Linked DNA regions of Oryctolagus cuniculus: region 2 is linked to region 1. Evidence: chromatin contacts called from public Hi-C data. All regions are on one chromosome and are shown on one strand. Each heading gives the region's core, a stretch centred on a gene start, on an enhancer-like site or on the middle of the called end of the contact. The rest is flanking DNA. Distances are from core to core; before and after follow the strand shown. Region 1 overlaps RNF152 (ring finger protein 152). Region 2 overlaps CDH20 (cadherin 20).

Region 1 (4,624 bases), core at 2,072-4,571:
AATGCATATTATGAAAAAGCTATGCATAGATTTCAAAATTATTTTGCACCAAAATAAGATTTTTCCATAACCTTCTTGAGATGCCCTTGTGCCTGTGGACGTCCTTGGTCTCTGGTATCACAGTGAAGATGGCTGCCGGCAGCTCCCTCCAGGCTGCCATGACCATGACCTCAGAGAAAAGAGCCGCTCTGATCTATCGATTCCCCCAAAAAATCTAGAAATGACTTGCATTGTCCCAAATCATGCCCCATATCATCCTTGAGCCAGTTGCTTGGCCAGAGAGACACAGTGTCCAGGGTGTGCTCAATTCTGTGTTGGTGGGAAGGACTCACATCCACCCCACGGCATGAAGGAGGAGATGTGTTACGACAGGAGAGGAGAAAGGTGCTGGTAGGCAGACGCCGCCGAGGGGAAATGTTTCCCTGCGGTCTTCCCAAATTCCTTTAAGTGGAGCTACTTCCGACTCTGTGCTCCCGTGTTTTCTTCACTTCGCTCCGTAGCCCTTCCTGCACTGCACAGCCGCTCCTCTTCACTTGCTGTTTTCTGTGCTACTTGTGGGATGACGCGCAGGTTCCCTGTCCTCTATTTGCGTAGCGCAGTGTAATGCACATGATAGGTGTTCCCATGAAAGCCTTGCCAAGTAAATAAGCAACTGAATGAAAAGATGAGTTTGAATGTAGGGAAGATGATGGTCAGTACACGCGGTGGTTTTATTTTTATTTTTATTTTTTAAGATTTATTTACTTAGGAGCCAGCACTGTGGCACAGCAGGTTAACGCCTTGGCCTGAAGTACCAGCATCCCACATGGGTGCTGGTTCGAGTCCTGACTGCTCCACTTCTGATCCAGCTCTCTGCTGTGGCCTGGGAAAGCAGTAGAAGATGGCCCAAGCACTTGGGCCCCTGCACCCATGTGGGAGACCCAGAAGAAGCTCCTGGCTCCTGGCTTCGGATTGGTGCAGCTCTGGCCATTGCGGCCAATTGGGGAGTGAACGAGTGGATGGAAGACCACTCTCTCTCTCTGTGCATGTAACTCTGACTTTCAAATAAATAAATAAATCCTTTTTTTTAAAAAAAAAAAAAAGATTTATTTACTTGAAAGTCAGAGTACAGAGAGAAGAGGAGAGGAAGAGAGAGAGAGAGAGAGAGAAAGGAGAGGTCTTCCACCTGCTGGTTCACTCCGCAATCTGCTGCAATGGCCAGAGCTGGGACTTGGGTCATCTTCCACTGCTTTCCCAGGCCATAGCAGAGAGCTGGATCAGAAGTGGAGTAGCTGGGACACGAACCAGTGCCCACATGGGATGCTAGCACTGCAGGTGGCAACTTTACCCACTACGGCACAGTGCCAGGCCCATGTGGTAGTTTTAAATATGCACACGAATTCTGTAACAGTTTTCCCTTCAAAAGTTGGAGACTAACTCCACTATGCTACTCGTAGTGACACACTTTTAACAAACAGAGCAAAGAGGAAATAATGAGATACAAGTCTGGAGTCTGGGACTTCAAAGGCACATAGCTTTCTGCTGTTGTCTGACTGTCTGTCTGTCTGTCTCACTATCTCTCAGTCACATGTTGTGAGAGAATGCAGCTGCCACATTCCAAGGATGTAAGCAGCCCTGGGGAGGAGCTAGGAACGGACAGTCTCCTGCTCAGAGCCACTGAGGGACAGACATCCTGCCAGGGAGTGAACTTGAAAACAGAGCATGGGCTCCCAGTGGAGTCCTCAGACCACCATGCTTCCCCTCACCTCTGTCAACCTCAGCAGAGGCTCTGACCAGAATCACCAAGCCGAGCCACTCCTGGATTCCTCCCCGTCTGGAACTGTGAGAGACAAATGTTGGTTGCCCCTCATCTGATAAATGCAAGGGGAATTTGTTGCACAGCAATAGAAAGCACAAAGCCTGAAGGCTTTACAAAGAAGTGCAAAGAGGGTTACAGGAAGGAGGCCACTACGCATGGGCAGGCGGAACAGGTGGAGGCACAGGGGACACTGGACAGGGCTCATTCAGAGGACGCAGGGAGAAGAGGACTCTTTCAGGAAGAGGAGTGAGGGGATGGAAAAGTCAAGGCCTCATTCAGGGACGTAGAACCAGTCTCTGGAAGTGAGAAGCCAGGGGCAGATGAGAAAGGAAAGGTGGGTGGCACTCGGAAGTCAGGTGCCTGTGTGCTTCCTGTTTCTCGCCCAACCCCCTAAGGACGGCTTTCCTTAGCTTCTGCTCCCTGGACCGCCGCACTTCTTTTATTAAACTCCTTGGTGAATTCATCGACATCCAGGATTTGAAGCAATTTCTACTGGATCGTTTAAGATCCAAGGCAGACCCAACTCCAGTGATCCACTCTCACATCTCCGATTGCTGTGGATCTTCTCTCCCTAGACACGCCACCAGCACCTCCAGTACTTCGCCTCCTGTACTCATCCTTCCCTCCACCCATCCTGCCTTCAATCTCAAGGGCAGGCCTGCTACCCACTCACCACCTCACTGGTTTTCCTATGGGTCACTAATCTGGGTATGGTTGTGGGAATCCAAGAGGTATAAACAATCTCATGGACTGTTTCCAAGGACACAATTTAGGAAGTTGCTGGAACAATGCAGAGGAAGCATTGTCCATATGGCAATCTTTAGAGTTAGCCATTCCCTGACCTCCAACCAAGAATACATGTTCCTCGTCCACATATGCACACTGCTTGGCGTCTGTGGGTTAAAGCAGCAACTTTCCTTTTTTTTTTTTTTTTAAGATTTATTTATTTATTTGAGAGGTAGAGTTACAGACAGAGAGAAAGAGACAGACAGAAAGGTCTTCCATCCATTGGTTCACTTCCCAAATGGATGCAACAGCTGGAGCTGAGCCAATCCAAAGCCAGGAGCTGGGAGCTTCTTCCAGGCTCCCTCCCATGCAGGTGCAGAGGCCAAAGCACTTTGGCCCTTCTTCCACTGCTTTCCCAGGCCACAGAGGAGAGCTGGATCAGAAGAGGAGCAGCCGGGACACGAACCAGCCATGATAGGGGATGCTGGTGCTGCAGGCGGAGGCTGAGCCGCTTACGCCACAGCGCTGGCCCGGAAACTTTCCTTTTCTTCCAACCCTGAATGCGTCTGTTCCTAGGTGGGTGTGCATCCGTTCTGGCCTGGTGAGATGAGCTTGGAGAGAAGGTTAGTCCCTCGGGCTAAACACTTGTCATCACTTTGGCATCTCTCTGCAACTCCTTGTCAAGTCTCATCAACTCTGCCTCCCCTTTGTCTCTTGTCTTCAGGCCCTGCCTTATGGCCAGGCCATGCTGCAGTCCAGAAGTGCCCAACCAGGTTGCAAATTAGAATTCCCAGGGAGCTTTGAAAAACTCCCTTGCCTGAGCCTCGCCCATGACCAATTAAATCAGACTATCTGGGGTGGAGCCTGGACACCTCATTGTTTGAAAGTTCATCCAGCAGCACACACATGTCTTCAGGGTGAGGAGGGAAAGCTTTGCTTGTGCTGACCTGGCTAGCCAGGCTCTTTAATTACTCCCGCCTGGGGAACCATTCACACTTTCTGCGAATCAATTTGCAATTCTATAAAGTGTGAGACTTTCCAAGCAGGAACAATTGAAAAGGCATGATAAACATAAAGAAGTAGGTGCTATTGCGGAACTGGTCGCACTCTGCTACAGTAAGGCCACCATTCTAACTCTAGTCCTAATCCCCTTTCCGGGGACCAGAGCAACGGCTTTCTCCTTGCACTCCTCACTTCTGACTTCTCTGCTCACCAGTTTATCCTGCATCCGCTTTTCGGAAGAACCCTTTGGCTCAGAAACATTCCTGTTTTTCATTTCTCCCAAATTAAGTCCACTACCCCCAAACTAAGGCCATTATTCGCAAATCAAAACCTGAGCTACTTGTCCAATCTATCCTCTCTTTCCTAAATATGACCCACATGCATCCAACCACCAGCCAGCTAGCCAGCAAACATCTGAGTTCCTACCAGACAACTACAGCATGCTAGAACTGTGTGTGTGTGTGGGGGGGGGTGAATTAGAGGTGCAAGAACCAAGAGGCTGACAGCTTGGAAGCTCACAGAAATGATTAGTTTTAGTTGAATCTAACTCCTGATATTGTCTGTACTTTTCCCATCTCTCTCTCTGGATTTTCTAATGCAAAGGTGTGCACAATGCACATTGGTCCTTAAATGGTTCTTGAAAAACTTTAAGAGATGAATGAACATAACATCATCACTGACTGGTGTCCCAGGCTTCTGAAGACTACAGTAGTTGGCAGGGCTGACTTCATGGGCACCCCATAGGACAGGAGAAAATACTTGCAAATCTGATGAGAGATGAAAATTCAGAATATATGAAGATTGACAAAAACTCAACAACTTAAATCAAACAACTCAATTCAAAAATGGGCAAGGGACTCGAAGGAACATTTCTCCAAAGAAGATATATAAATGACCAAAATATATGAAAAGATGTTCAATATCATCAATCAATAGTGAAATGCAAATCAAAAATACAATGAGACGCCACTGCACATCCATTTGGGTGATTTTTATTTTAAGAAACCAGAAAACAACCAGTGTTTGCCAGCATGTGGAGAACAGGAGGGCTTGTGCACTCTTGGTAGGAATGCAAAATGGTCTCACTGCTGTAGAAAG
Region 2 (4,554 bases), core at 1,034-3,533, 340 kb after region 1:
AAGCCACAGAGATGTGGTGGTGTTTGTTCCTGGTTCTTGTAATACAGTACACCCTAATTAACTTTTTTTGTTTCCCCTGGTTCCTCGTGGTAGCAACTATTGTTTATCAAGTGCTCATGTGCCAGCACTTCACTTTAAATGCAGTGTCTCAAACATCACAGCAGTTTGGTGAGATGATAATTTACTCTTTTAGAGTGAGAGAATCAGGCATAGAATGTGTTATTTGCTCAAAGTAACCCATCTAGCAGTAGCAGAGCTGAGATTTGAACTGTGTTCGATCTGACTCTAAAACATGCACTGCTTCCACTGTGCTTTGTATCCAGCTGTTTAGTAACATTAACTGTCAAAAATTATCCAGGTCGTTGTAATCTCTTTTTGCTTCTTATTCTTTTTTCTTCTTATTTTCTTCTCAGTAAAGAAAATATCCCAGGCCAGAGTTGTGTTCCAGTGGGTTAAGGTGATGCCAGCAGTGCCGGCATCCCATATGAGCTGGGTGCTCCACTTCAGATCCAGTTCCCTGACGACGAGCCTGGGAAAGCAGTGGAAGATGGCCCAAGCACTTGGCTGCTGCCGCCCGTGTGGGAGACCCTGATGCAGCTTCTGCTTCCCAGCACTGGCCTGTCACAGCCACAGCCATTCACGCATTTCGGGAGTAAACCAGCAAATGGAAGATCTCTCTCCCTCTCTGTCTCTCCCTCCTCATATCTCTCTCTCTAACTTAGCCTTACAAATAAATAAATAGATTATTTAAAAGATAGCACTATGTTGCCAACCTGAAGGTTATCTTTCTACTGCCATACAACCTATCCACCTTCCACTTTTCTGTTTTCTGGACTTAATAGCGAAGAACTATGAATTCTTCTTTGTAGTTTTAATTTTGTGAAGAAGAAATCAGTTTTTCTCTAAAATCAACTATTTTTATTTTTTAATTTTTGGTTTAATCCCAGCTAGGTCAGAAGACTTTTAGTAAAACCAAAGCAGAATGTCCTAAAAGTATTATGTCTGTTACATGGTATATATTTCTTTTTTCTAAGATTTATTTTATTTATTTGAAAGACAGAATTAGAGAGGTAGATACAGAGAGAGAGGTCTTCCATCCCCTGATTCACTCCCCAGGTGGCTGCAACTGCTGGAGCTGAACTGATCCCAAAACCAGGAGCCAGGAGCTTCTTCCAGGTCTCCTACATGGGTGCAGAGGCCCAAGTACGTGGGCCATCCTCTGCTGCTTTTCCAGGCGTATTAGCAGGAATTGGAAGTGGAGCAATGGATTGGAAGTGGAGCAGCCAGGACTTTAACCGGCACCCATATGGGATGCTGGTGCTGGAAGCTGGGCCTTTATTTCGCTGCACCACAGCACCGGCCCTGGTATATATTTCTTGACCTAAGAATTATTTGAAATTAAAAAGTAAAAAACCCACAACATTCCTTTGTTGAGTCCAGTTCTGAAAGGGGTTCACAAATAGCCATTTGGGAAATTTTTGTTGAATGGGATAATTAGCACTTTAGTAACCCATTTGGAAACAACATTTGTTTCTTTTTTGTTTGTTTTTTAAAGATTTATTTATTTGAAAGGGAGGGGGAGGGGAAGAGAAGAGAGAGGGAGAGGAAGAGGCAAAGGGAGAGGAAGAGAATCTCCTTTTGCGGGTTCACTCAGGTGCCTGGAACTTCATCCAGGTCTCCCATGTGGGTGCAGGGACCCAAGCACTTGGGCCATCATCTGCCCCTGCTTTCCCAGGCACATCAGCAGGGAGCTGGATCAGAAGTGGAGTAGCTGAGACTTGAACCAGTGTTTTGATATAGTATTGATCACATGCTCCACCACAGCACTGGCCCTAGCATTTGTTTCTGAGATGACTGTGTGTGTGTGTGTGTGTGTGTGTGGCTATAACAAAACTCAATTTATAGCCCCAGTCTTACTGCTTATTCACTTGCTGATCTTGGGCCATTTACTTAGTTTTTGCATCCATTACATGGGACATTGAGAATCAGATTAGTAATGTTCTTGAAACAAAATAAATATCAGATAAAACAGAGTATGGGAAAGTGCTTTTGAAACTGTAAAGTACTACATATACATAATCCTTTTCATCTGTTGGGACTAAAAAGTACAAAAGACTTGACTTGAGATAGTGCCCAATGTGTTCATAAAAGGATACCCTATTTCAGGCACAGGAGTGGGAGGTGCTTGATGTAGATTAGATGTCAGATGTCAGCCAGATTTTTAATAAGCCTCAGTAAAGGATACAAGTGGGATAAATTGTCATGAGATTAGGAGTTCCTGCTTTCTGTTGAGGATGTGCTGACTTGTGTTTTGGGAACCATCCAAGAGATGAGTCATTTTTATAGTCACCCTGTTCTAGTGGCCCAGCTTTTCAAAGTATTGGTTTCAAGAATTGGTGCCCAAAGTCATCTTTAAGAAATTTGCAGCATTTCACTGCATACTGTTTCTGTATTGATTCTAACAAATGACAGGGTGCAGGAATAGAGTGACACTCTGCTGAAAATGTGAAGAAACAAAATATAATGTGTAGTTCTCCTTCCCCACCATAGGGTGTCCTTTGTAAAACCAATCCTGATAAGACAAACCACTTTTTGTGGGAAGAGTATCCCTATGAAGAAGATAGCAACTTAAAAATTTTGGCCCAATAGAAATCTCAAGATATTTATAATAATTCATATTATTATAATTCATGTTGCCCTTTTTCCAGAATGAACATACGGATTTTTATGATAACATGTAGAAGGTTGAAAGGACATTTTATAAGAATGCTGTTCATTAAGAAGAAAACAGGTTTGACACTCTTAATTTATAGCAAAAGAATATCCCATGGCATTGAGTTAATACCCTCAAATTAAATTAGCTGATGCCTAAGACTAAGACCAGCCAAGCCTAATCATGATTTTCATTATCCTTTACTTAGATTGTTACAAAGTGACAATATTTTGGAATTGGAGTAAAAAATGAGGCTATTGTAGCCCAGAGAAGTGATAACCTTCCCAAGACCAGATGTCTAGTTGGTCACAGAGTTAACAACAGAAGAGGTTCATTGAATAGATTTAAAATATTTTTAATCGCATTGACCTTTCTTAGAAGCACTTCATCTGGCTAGAGAACAAAAGTCCCTCCTTTTAAAGTCTGTGCCCAGTGAAGAGTGTGTGCCGGGCTATAAACCCTTAACTGATTCGAACGCTTGGTGGAAAAGTAGGGTCTAGAATGCCATTCTGGTAAAGCTGTAGTTGGGAGCACTTTCTTCAGTAGGCACCCCACCTGAGCGTCTATCTAAATTATTCTTAAATAGTACAGTAGTTGCTGTGCTGAAGCTGTTGTTTGTTCTAGATTTACCCTTTGCTGTCTCTAGTACTTAGTCGTTGTTTCCCTTCTGTTCTGTGAGCTTTCTACTGTTTTTCCTTTTGATCCTCATTTAGAAATGTTCCTTCAGGTTTTTCTATTTATCTAGGTCATTTCAGTCATTTCTTGCAGATTCTTCCCATTATTTCAGAACATATAAACACGGCTGCTATGGAATTGAAGGCAGAAGTTTTGCTTCTGTGCCTGGGAAGAGGGTCTGGCACAGGACAAGCATCAATCATCATTTGTCAACTGACTGAATGAAAAGTTTTACAGTCAGCAGAGGGCACTGTTTGTCTTTGATATCCTGAAACAAAACTAGGAATTAGCATTGTCTTTCTTGCGGTTGAAGAGCAGGAGAACTTTGACACTGTTTGCATGGTACAGTAACCAAAAATATCCAGCCCAAGCTATAGAAAAGTAAGGATAGCCAGTTATCCAGCTGATTACCTTGGTTATCCCTTACGGTGAAGTTGGGGTTGTTGGCAGCCTCAGGAGCCAAGCTGTAGTAGAAATGCTGACCATTATGCGGGTCATCTTGGTCCACTGCACTCACTGTCTGGATTAACTGAGAAAGGGACATGAAATCGGGTGAGCTGCAGTACGCGACAAAGCATCAGAACCCAGGGAAATCTCATGACAGGAGGTTTTACCTAAAGAGAATGTCATCGTGAAACTTACCTGGAACTTCTCCATGCCATCCCACAACTCAGGATTTAATTTGGTTTTATTGTCAGGTCTGAGCATGTTATGGCCATAGGACAGATATTACCTAAATATCTCAGATTTTAGATACCAGTATAACTTGTATTTCTACCCTGCTGCCAGCCATGTTCAGGCAATATAAATATGAGACTGAATTAAAGGACTCTGTGGTTCTACATGGTCCAGCTTGTCCCTAATTTTCCTACTTCCATCCCATCTTCTCCCATCTTCCTAACCTCATCATTGGGCAAATATTTCAGGGTAAATTTCTTTCCTTGGAGGAGATGTACAATTTGGGACATGCTCAATCTGTCTTGCCCCAAATGGTAGAGTTAGAAACATGCCAGGGGATTCCAATTCAACTCCATCAAGGTAGCACGTACCAATGCCATCTCACTAGTCCAAGTGATCAATTTCAGTTCACAATTAATCATAATGATAGGTCTAAGAGTCAAAGGGATCACATAAACAAGACTAGTGTCTGCTAATACTAACTGATA

The links. Hi-C and Micro-C count contacts between places; a contact is called where the count stands out from the background.
Region 2: a Hi-C map of an unstated tissue shows a contact between it and region 1, with 4 times the contacts expected there. The contact joins two enhancer-like sites. A contact is called at or near these places in 2 of 6 Hi-C or Micro-C datasets (ear pinna and an unstated tissue).

Annotation. Positions count from the first base shown.
Region 1 is chr10:16,646,045-16,650,668 of mOryCun1.1, forward strand. The region is part of intron 7 of RNF152 (ring finger protein 152); the gene reads left to right. Among named protein-coding and RNA genes, the nearest start is that of RNF152, 19 kb to the left of the region's middle. Within about 2 kb of position 3,322, at least 1 of the 8 cell types and tissues checked has an H3K27ac peak or open chromatin away from gene starts, as enhancers often do.
Region 2 is chr10:16,986,743-16,991,296 of mOryCun1.1, forward strand. CDH20 (cadherin 20) reads right to left here. Exons shown (of 13, transcript XM_051851166.2): 11 at 3,800-3,917. The region is part of intron 3 of LOC103349393 (a long non-coding RNA gene); the gene reads left to right. Among named protein-coding and RNA genes, the nearest start is that of CDH20, 240 kb to the right of the region's middle. Within about 2 kb of position 2,284, at least 1 of the 8 cell types and tissues checked has an H3K27ac peak or open chromatin away from gene starts, as enhancers often do.